Linked DNA regions of Sus scrofa: region 2 is linked to region 1. The links are chromatin contacts, called in public HiChIP or PLAC-seq maps. All regions are on one chromosome and are shown on one strand. Each heading gives the region's core, a stretch centred on a gene start, on an enhancer-like site or on the middle of the called end of the contact. The rest is flanking DNA. Distances are from core to core; before and after follow the strand shown. Region 1 overlaps AGMO (alkylglycerol monooxygenase). Region 2 holds the start of MEOX2 (mesenchyme homeobox 2).

Region 1 (5,004 bases), core at 2,375-4,874:
ACTTTTTATAGTAACATTTATGAAACCTATTTGACCTTTAGGTTTACTTCCTATCAAAACAATTTTATGCAATTATATGAAATAATTTTACCTTTTCTCAGATATCAAGTTTTCATTTTATTTTTAAAAATCCACCTTGGTTTCCCACTGGGTGGTTCATACAAACATTCCAAAGCAATGAGCACTGGTCAGAAGTAAAGCTCTTAAAACAGTAAAAGAAGCAATGGGTGGGAAGCAGGAATGAGAACATTCATCAGCGGAGTAAAGCACAGATTTCTCAAGGACTCTTCCCTCACCCTCTGCTCTTTGGAAAATTCTCATGTACTGAAGAGCCTTCCATTCATTGATATTTCTTCTAAATACATTATAATTTATTCTTTCTCAAAAGTACTAGGTCATTTCTGGTTTACTGATGTTTGGTCCCTTCATCCTCAGACTTCATCATCAACATGACACTATAAGAATATCAGATTTTTTTTTTCAAAAAACATCTACCATGTACCAGACATCATTCCAGGCATAAGAGTTAAAACTATGAATGAAGAACACCACTTTTCTTCAAGTTGCATGCAAGCTAGCAGGAAGGGCGGGGAAGCAAACACTTGAGCTTAATAACTTGATACAATTCTATCATGAGGTAAGCACAATATTCCATAGTGAATAGAGCCCATAGTGAAGTGGTATATAGCAGAGGTTGGAATACAGGTAAGATTTGCTAAAAAGGATGACTCTTCAAGAAAAGTTCATGTTTAGACTTAAGAAATGAGTGAGTGTTGGTCACGTGGATGGTCATTTGAGACATCTGGCAAGAGCAGAGTATGGAAGGAGCAACTATTGCAAAAGGGGAAAAAGGAGAGTTCCTGTCATGCTCAGTGGAAATGAACCTGACTAGTATCCAGGAGGACACAGGTTTGATCCCTGCCCTTGCTCAGGCGGTTAAGAACCCAGCATTGCTGTGGCTGTGGTATAGGCCAGTGGCTGTAGCTCTGATTCAACCGCTAGCCTGGAAACTGCTATATGCTGCAGGTACAGCCCTAAAAAAAAAAAAAAAAACAAAAAAAAACAAAAAAAAAAAACAAAAAAAAAACAAAAGAAAAAACAACACTAGGGGGAGAAGAATGAAGAGACCAGAAGCAAGACTGGATAAACAAATGCTTTCATAGATCAAGAAATAAATTACACTCAAGCAATAAGTAACCTGTGAAGAATTTCCACCAGATTCACATTATGGAAATGTTTAGCTGCAATGAAGTAGGGCTAAAGACTGGGATATCGCTTGGGTGACCACTGTAGTAATCCAGAGCTTTTTGTGACTTTGACCAGAGAATGTTCATACCCCAGATTGCTCTAGTAGTATGTGAATCTGCCTGAGGCCACATTAATTTTCCAGTAGAAAACTACAACATAACTCAGGACCAGGACTAAGGTAAGGTAAGTGAGATGTATGCCTTGCCCACAAAATTTAAAGAGGCACCAAGAAATTCAGTAATCAAGATAAATAATACATAGAGCAATATTTTTTCTTTTTCAGCCACACCCATGGCATATGGAAGTTCCTGGGCCAGGGATTGAATCCAAGCCACCAACAGCACAGCTGAATCCTTAACCCACTGAGCAAGGCTGGGATTGAACCAGCACCTCCACAAAGACAAGCCAGCACATTAACCCACTATGCCATAGCGGGAACTCCTAGAGCAATATTTTTAATAATGAATGTAAAAAAACCCATGATGAACAAAATATCAAAAATTTAAGTAACAACAGTAACTGAGTTCTTTGGGAAATATATGTAAAAATAGATGAATTCCACATATGATGAGTTTCTTTTTATCCTTATTTGGAGGATTTCAGTTTATTCACTCAATGTTGTTAACCATCTAACTTACCTTGGAAGTCGAGACAGAATACCAGCTGACATTGATGTTAAGGCATCATCCAGACGACCTGGTGGCTTCCCTTTGCGTATCCAGCTGACAACCAGTTCAAGCAGCATCAAGGAAATGAAATATGGGGTTGCCTGGAAAGGAAATTGCAGAAAAGAGATGCTATTGTGCTCCGTATGAAATTCTTCCAAGTTTCCTGATTAGTCATTCCCAAAGTGGGAGGCCCAGAGTGATAGCTCATAGTAGAAGAAGGTATGTACCTATCCTAGAGGATAATTTCCTCCCAACAGGCAAAGAAATCTGATCATTTCAGTCACACATTAAACAGGTGCTCAAATTCCATCATCTGATTTGGACATGAAAAATAACCATGGATGTAACCATGATAATTCTGCCAAGAAAATAATAAGATTAGAAGGGATGTGTTTCAAGTTAGATCTAAAAAATACATTTTAAAGTAAGAGCAATAATCAGAAACCTATAGTCTACATGACTAAGAAAGATCCACATTAAAAGGCTTTCCTTAAAGATGCATGTGATTCTAGTCTTTCATATTAGAATTACAAGAATAACAAAATTGACACTGTAGAACAAAAACTTTGCTTCTGAGTATTTTAGAGAATAAGGTCATTTTAAATGTTTTAGACATCATTCAAGTTTTAGTCATTCAATTGTTTCTTATATAATAGAAAAAATATTTGTCATCCACTATTGATGACAAATATTGGACTAGGTTTGGTGTTATAATATAAAAGTAATGATTTATGAAGATGTGAGTACCACATTTTTTTCTTTAAAAAATCCTGAAAATTTTATGGGTTTTACTCCATTTGGAAGCTGACGGTAAGCCTTGAAATTTTCTAAACTGAACTCCCAAGAACATATCCTCTGATGTCATTTTTTTCTATTTCTGGTCTGAACTAGTAAGTGTTGTAGGAATAACTTTGACAGGGTGGAGAACTTCAGTATTCAAGTTCTAATTCTGGTTATTTCCATTTCCAATCACAGCCAGGAACCAGAAGTAAAAAGTGCCTCTGAACACTTGAGAGTTTCAAAGAAAACTTGGTTTAAGTTCAAATTTAGGAAGTCAGGGTTGAACTCAGTCAGCTGTATATCCATTCTGTAGAAGCACTTTGCTAAAATGAAAAGGAAATGGTTTCCTGGGAGGTGGAAGACAAGTTTTCCCTTTAGAAACAAAATTATTACAAAGTTTACTAATACCATATAACAATTTGATACTGAGTTTCTAATGGCTAGATTTATAATGCTATTTGTATCCAGGAAAACTTTTTAAAATTTTTATCATATTTCACAGTGACATTCCAGGGAAGAAAATTTTCATAGAAGATGGTTGTGGATATGGTACAGAAATTCAGTTCAAATGGAAATTCCACTTTTGCTCCATGTTTTTTGAAACAGTTATTGTTTATTAGAATTATTTCAAGAACGAAAGTGCACAAAGCCTTAAAATGTGTTTAACTTACTTCTTATGAAGAGAAAAGCAAGAGTAGCCTCTTCCCAGGGTATCTCACCTTTTGTACATAATCAGGCACCTCTTCTAGGGCTTGGAATGACGTTTCATTGGGCTTCATCATGTAAAACATCATGCGAATTCCCTGGGAAACCGAAACATCCTGTTGGGCTTCTGGGTTCTTCATCTCTGCCCTTGTCTGACTCCCAGCTGGAGAGTACTTGGTGATTCAGTGGTTGAAGCCAGAGGCGAACAAAGAGGACGAGATGTGCTGCACAGATCAAGCCCTTTGTCAGAGAACAGCTAGAAACAAAGCTCCATAGAGTACAGCCAACAGCAGATCTGTGTAGAGAAAGACAGGAAAATACAAGGATCAGGAAGAAGTTCAGAGTTCATTGGGCACAGTCCCAAAAATGGGCACGTGGGAAAGGGGGTGGGGAGGAAGGGCTCCTGCCCAAATCAAAGGTAGTGCAGTTTGGCAGCAAGTGGAGTAACTTATCATTTAAAAAAAGAAAACACAAACAAACAAACAAACATATGATACCTGCTTGGAAAGGAGAAAGAAAAAAAAAAAAAAGTGATAGCAAGTGAAAGTTCATTCTGGAAAAGTGGGCGGAAATTCAAGACTCAAATCACATAAGGAAAATACATGTTTTACTCTCTTTTGAAATCCACATTGTGTTCATGTTTAGTCTCCCCACAGCCATATTTCCTGAAAAGACAAGGTGCTCTAATCTCAGTAAGAATAAGTTTGAAAGTCAGTAAGTACTGAAAGTATCTTACTAGTGAGTGCCTATGTATTTCTGGATCTGTATCATGTTAACTTAGGAATGTTTGCAAATCAATTTAGGGGCATGTGGCTTATTATCTGATTAGCATTGTTTAATGGACTCTCAACTATTCACATCTGTATTCTTCTTAGCACTAATATGGATTCTGAAGAAGCTGTTAAGGTGTTGCTAAGAGATCTTATCTCTGTTTTTCCAGGAGGAGCATAGGTTGATTGTGCCTCTCTTAGGTAGACTAGAGGGCACTGAATTGCATTGCCTGTGAGTAAGTGGAGATTTTCTGATTAGCTTTCAACCCAGAATAGCTCTGGTCATCCTTTGGCTACCACCTCATCTTTTAAAAATGTTTACATAGATTTATTAAACTATTAATACATGATTGGGGAGAAATAAAAAGAAACTGTAGATAAGCAACAATTAAATTACCCACAGACACCATTAACATTATGGTATATGTAGAGTCAGGTGCACTACCATATGACATATTTATTGCTAAAAATCACTGTACTATGCAATGAAACCATGGGGCTAATGAGAAAAATGGGATTAGGGTGCAATATTCAGAAACTTCCTCATGGTCCATAGGAGAAAAAAAAATTGGAGCCTAATAAAACGTGGTGGCATATTTTTATACATGAATGTTATATGGTGGAGAAATGCATAAATTCTACAATAAACATGGTACTTAATCTTGAAAAAGACCTGACATAGCAATTTGTTTGTGGAAGTGGGTTTTGGGAGAGGCACAGATTGTGAGTTACCGGGAGTATGGAAGGAGACTTATCTGAAATCATGCATGAAGTTGTAAAACAAGAGATCTGGATACCATGGCTCATGACATTCATGGGGACTGAGAACACTG
Region 2 (4,869 bases), core at 1,681-4,180, 120 kb after region 1:
TAATTGAAACATTAAAACTATGCTAGAAGCAATGAGAGATAAATGTACTAATGATATACCAGAATTATAGTGATTTTCTATGTTCCTTTAGTTTCTGCTAGGTCAAGATGCCCTTATAATACTTTGAAATGGAATACCTCGGAACATAAATTGTGGAAGCCCAAATGCAATATTGTCTCAGGAAAAGGATACCTTGTATTTATATCTACCTAAAGATCTAACAAATATTAATTAATAAAATAGTGAATTTGGCAAATTAAATTTTATTTTCAGAGTATACATATATTTAACTAGAAGCTGGGGTATTTCCTTTAGATAGTCAAAAGTTCTTTCAAAATATTCAATCAGAAAAAAAAAAAAAAGTTCATTCTAACTCCCCAGTGATTTTACCCTTGGTGATAACTAACTGTATTTCCCACTCAAGATGTAATATAGTAATACTTTATGTAGCTGATAAAAACTTCTGTTTATTTTTCCAATACTTTAATTATCACCTTCACCATGTATATGGTTACTTCTCTCCAAAGAAGGGTAGCACTATTAATATTAACAACTTTCTTGTTATTAAAATAATTGAAGGGAACCAGTTCTTAGATCACACCTCTTAGATCCCACTTTCCTTATTTCTCCTCAGCCAAAATAACGTATCTTTATGAAAATATCAATTTTCCCCATGAAACTTAAGTGCATTGGTTCAGTTGAGGAAGCATAAGAAACCTCTTTCACATAGTTTCTCACAACAGAAAGTAAAATGAACAGTAAGAGCTTCTGGTAATTGCAAAAGTGATGGTGACCACCCTGAACTCAGATCTTATTCCAGAAAAGTTACATTTGTATCAAAAGCTGATTTTATAAAATGATCACTATATTCTAAAACTGACTTTTGTTTTCCAATGAAGATGAAAACCTCTTGCTATGATTAACCTTTTTAACCCTCTGTCTAAGGAATGCTTCACTTATGGTTAGTAAAAACCACTAAAAAAAAAAAAAAATGAGTGATACTGCTGGTAACTTTCTTGGATCTAAATCAGTTTGTGATGAGGCATTAGAAGTTCATTCCTGACCTTGGAATGCAAAAATTAGATTTTGAGTTTGTGATAGAAGAATCCATCCCATACTAACGCTGAAGAATAATTGATACCACTGCTCCAAAAGAACATGAAATACGCGGCTCAATCACTGTCTTTCATGTGAGATCTTACCTAAAGCATTATAAAGGATAAACAATTTCCAATCCTGCAAACTAATATCTACAATTATCTCCCAGGACTGTTAAACCCATTCCACAAAGAAAGAAAATACGTAAGTATTACATTAAACAAACGAGAGTTTACACAAAGATGAAACGAAGGTTGCGTTTCAGCTACAGAAGAAAACTCACAACTTCCCTAAAGGTAAAGCATCTTTTAACAATTCCTAAGAATACAGATAGGTAAGGGCTTTGAACAGTCTCCCGCAAAACTGTTCTCTCTGTATTGCTAAAATTTAGCTGGCAGCCTGTAACTTCAGGCATGCGCGTTCAGTAAGGTTCCCCTTTTGCGTGGCAGCTCCTTATCTTTACTTGGATCTACCTCTCCCGTGCGCACCCTCACTAGCGGTACCTGGGTTGCTGCTGTTTGTTTCCCAGTTCTTGTTTCGGATAATACTCCACTGGTTGGGGATTTTCCTGTCCACTTTTGAACCTTAAATTCTCTCTTGGGTTAGCATCACAAGAACACAGCACTATTAATCCTCTTTTCTCTATGGTCTAAACATGTATTTAGTTATTCTGACACATTCTTTAAAATCTTCTAAATTCCTAGATTATGCCCTCTCCCCTAAGAAAGGGTATTTTTTTTTTTTTTTTTTTTTTTTTTTTTTTACCATTTGGAATAGGGTGCTATTTAAAGAACTCTGAAATCAGAATTAAAAAAAAAAAACTAAAACTTTTTTTCTCATATGCTCTGCCAAGTTCCACTGCAAGTTCCAAATATTGTGCAATAATTTGGAAATCCAGTTAACGATGGGAAAAATCGAGCCACTCAGAGTTGGGAACTTACAAGGGAAAAGTCAAGGAAAGGCACCAGCACGCACGCCCAGCGGGCGCTGTCTTCCAGGGTGCACTTTCCTCCCCATCACTCAGATGGAAGGTCACGCTTTGCAATCGATTTCACATACTTGTCACTTGTCCTTTTTTCTCAACCCTCTGGTAAACTAGTTTGAATCTTGGATAGTTTAGCGCAGTTGGCTGCAGCTTTGCCCTAGGAGAAACACGTGCCCTCAAATAAAAGGACCAAAGCAGCCTCGCGGAACTTGGCAGCAGGGAGTCAGAGAGTAAAAGACCTGTACGGTACAGCCTGCCGCCTCATTCTAGTGTAAGAATCTTCCCTGTCATCTCTCCGCCCCCTTCGCGGAGGGTGCCGGCGCGCCCTTACCTGAGCTATCGCTTTTCCTCTTGCCCCCGCTTCTCTTCTCCGCCTCCGCGGGTGACAACGCCTGACGGCCGTAGTCCCCTGGCGGGCACGCGGCCCCGGTCGGGGTGCTGGAGCCCAAGCTGGAAGAGTTGGAACACAGGACCGGTGGACTGCTTCCCAGCTCCGGGGGCCCTCCCGAGTCCGGCTGGAGGCAGAGGCTGTGCCGAGCCGCACTCGGGGGGGAGGACATCTGCGGGAGGTGCCAGTTGGTTTGCAGAGCTTGGTGCTGCTGCTGCTGGTGGTGATGGTGGTGATGGTGATGGTGGTGGTGGTGCCCCCTGTGATGCTGGCTGGCAAACATGCCCTCCTCGTTGGGGTATCCCGCGATTATGCAAGACGAGGAAGAAGTGGAGAGCTCAGGGTAGGACATATGGTCAGATCTTCCATGGAGGGCGAGAGAGGACTGGGAGAACGGGTGCAAGCCTTGCGCGGTGGCGTGAGGGCTGCGCAGGCAGCCAAAGAGCGGGTGTTCCATAGCATGCACGTCTCGGGTTCCAGGCAGAAGACTTCACGACGGTTCCAAGCGCCACCACCCTCTGTCACTTGTCACTGGAAACCGTGTGACTTTTCCCCCTCTCAAAGCAATAGCCGCCCGAGTTTCTGCAGAGCTCGGATAATCCCGGTCCTGAGCCCTAGCGGCCAGTCTCCTTTACATATAAACACTCGGACCTGGAGGAGCTTCCCTCTGAGCTACTCAGATGTCAAGAGTGGGAGAGGTTGAAGCCAAAAGAAGGTGGTCCCAGAGAACTGCATTCAGGGGGAAATGGCTCTGAGAGGTTATAAATAGAGTGTAACGTGAGCTGGGGGCTGGCTTAGGAGCCCAGTGCTGACCACATGCAAACTCCCTCCAAAACTCCCTCTCAGTCCGCGCCTTGCGCTCCCAGTTCCACTTCCTATCGCCGGCTGGACGCACGCAGCGTGTCCACGCCCGCCCACCCCTGCCAGACTTGCAAGACTGTAAGCTACCCGCCGGTCTCCTAAACCCGAGCCTAGGGCAGCAGCCGTTCACCTTTCCGCCCGGTGGGCCCAGACGCGCCGCAGCGCCCGCCTGCCCCAAGCGCTCACCCAGGGTCAGAACTTGCTCAAGTCTCTCTTGAAAGATGCCTTGTCACTGCCACTTGGGTATCGTCACCTGCAGGAAAGCTAGGGGTGCGCCTAGTTCTGGAGGTGCACGAAAAGAGCAGTGGGATTCAGGAAAAAGATGTGCGCTAGCTTGGAGCGCACTCAGATAAATTTCTCCAACTTCGCATCAACTGAGGCCCAGGGCTCAGTGGCGCTTCTAGCTTTTATGGCTAGTGTCTATGCGTGGGTTGTTCTTGGGTTCGGACGCGTATCCGAGGTTGCTGAGAAGTGTCCCACCGACAAGAAAGGCCCATTCTCCAGTGCCGCGAGGAGCCTGTTGGGGCGAAGGAACGCATGAGGCGGTGACAGCTGCAGATGTACAGACCCCGGGCATCCTCACCTGTGGTACTAGGAGGGTCTCTTCCTCTGCTTTCCTCAAAGGGCCAACCCCTCTGCCTTCCTGGTCCCACTCCATTTCTTAGTCACTTGTCCCCCAAGAAGAACTTTTCCTGGGTCAGGAATATGCCCAAGCGATTTCGTCCCGGTCACATGAGATGTGCATGTTTTACGCACATTTCCAGTCTTTCCCCTCAGGAACTAGCCCACTTCCCCTTGTTTCCCTCCAGAAATCCATCCTCTCTTCCCCTCAAAAATACATCAGCTAATCACACCCATCACCTCCTCCCCCCGCCCCCCGCCATGGTTCCATTTACTGAAAAATATTACACTTCGGTACCTCTTAAAGTTCATTAAACCTGGTACCTTGGGTCTCCCTGGTTACAATCTTGCATCATAGAAAATTAGTAGAAAACTTGCCACCAGTGAGTTAATGCGAGCAGCTGCTGGGCTTTGATACTGCCACATGCTTGAGGGGCGACGCTGTCTGCTGGGGGCCAAATCGTTTACACAAGGCAAGTGTGCCGGCCTCGCATAATGAGCTGCAGGAGCAGAGTCCTGCCTAGGACGTGTAGCATCCGGAGAATATCTGCGCTCACCTATCTCGCCTGAGATCCCAAATATACCACCAGCAGCGTTGCCCTGTTATTTTCATTGTCTCAGGTGTCTAGAGGATGGCGGGGACCAAGTCTTTGATGTTGTTAATGGGATTAATGGGGACAGCAAACTGGGACAGCCATCTGGTTTGAATTAGGAAAGAGTATTGATTAATCTTTGAGAAGTGTCACCAAGGCAGAACCTTTTCCATAGCCTTGTCCCTCAGGCTTCAGCTTGACCATCTCCCTTTTCTTTTAAGTGGCCCTGTAGAATAGTGTCTTCGCAATAAACCTTTACATCCGTGTGAAAGTTCGAATTGTTTTCCAGTGCTCAGAGGTGGGATGGGGTGGGGGTGATCAGG

What was found. HiChIP or PLAC-seq counts read pairs in DNA pulled down with a chosen protein or histone mark.
Region 2: a contact with region 1 is called in an H3K27ac HiChIP or PLAC-seq map of skeletal muscle. The contact joins the promoter of MEOX2 here to the enhancer-like site in region 1. A contact is called at or near these places in 10 of 47 Hi-C or Micro-C datasets (embryonic fibroblasts, fetal skeletal muscle, heart right ventricle and 6 more) and 1 of 2 datasets of contacts at active chromatin or transcription factors (skeletal muscle).

Annotation. Positions count from the first base shown.
Region 1 is chr9:84,891,132-84,896,135 of Sscrofa11.1, forward strand. AGMO (alkylglycerol monooxygenase) reads right to left here. Exons shown (of 14, transcript XM_003130179.6): 2 at 3,416-3,696; 3 at 1,887-2,017. The coding sequence starts at 3,541. Among named protein-coding and RNA genes, the nearest start is that of AGMO, 38 kb to the right of the region's middle. Within about 2 kb of position 3,625, at least 19 of the 83 cell types and tissues checked have an H3K27ac peak or open chromatin away from gene starts, as enhancers often do. A contact at or near this core is called in skeletal muscle, where this site is marked.
Region 2 is chr9:85,007,009-85,011,877 of Sscrofa11.1, forward strand. MEOX2 (mesenchyme homeobox 2) reads right to left here and starts at 2,931. Exons shown (of 3, transcript NM_214121.1): 1 at 2,415-2,931. The coding sequence starts at 2,928. It overlaps LOC106504971 (a long non-coding RNA gene), which reads left to right and starts at 3,435. Exons shown (of 2, transcript XR_001298980.2): 1 at 3,435-4,869.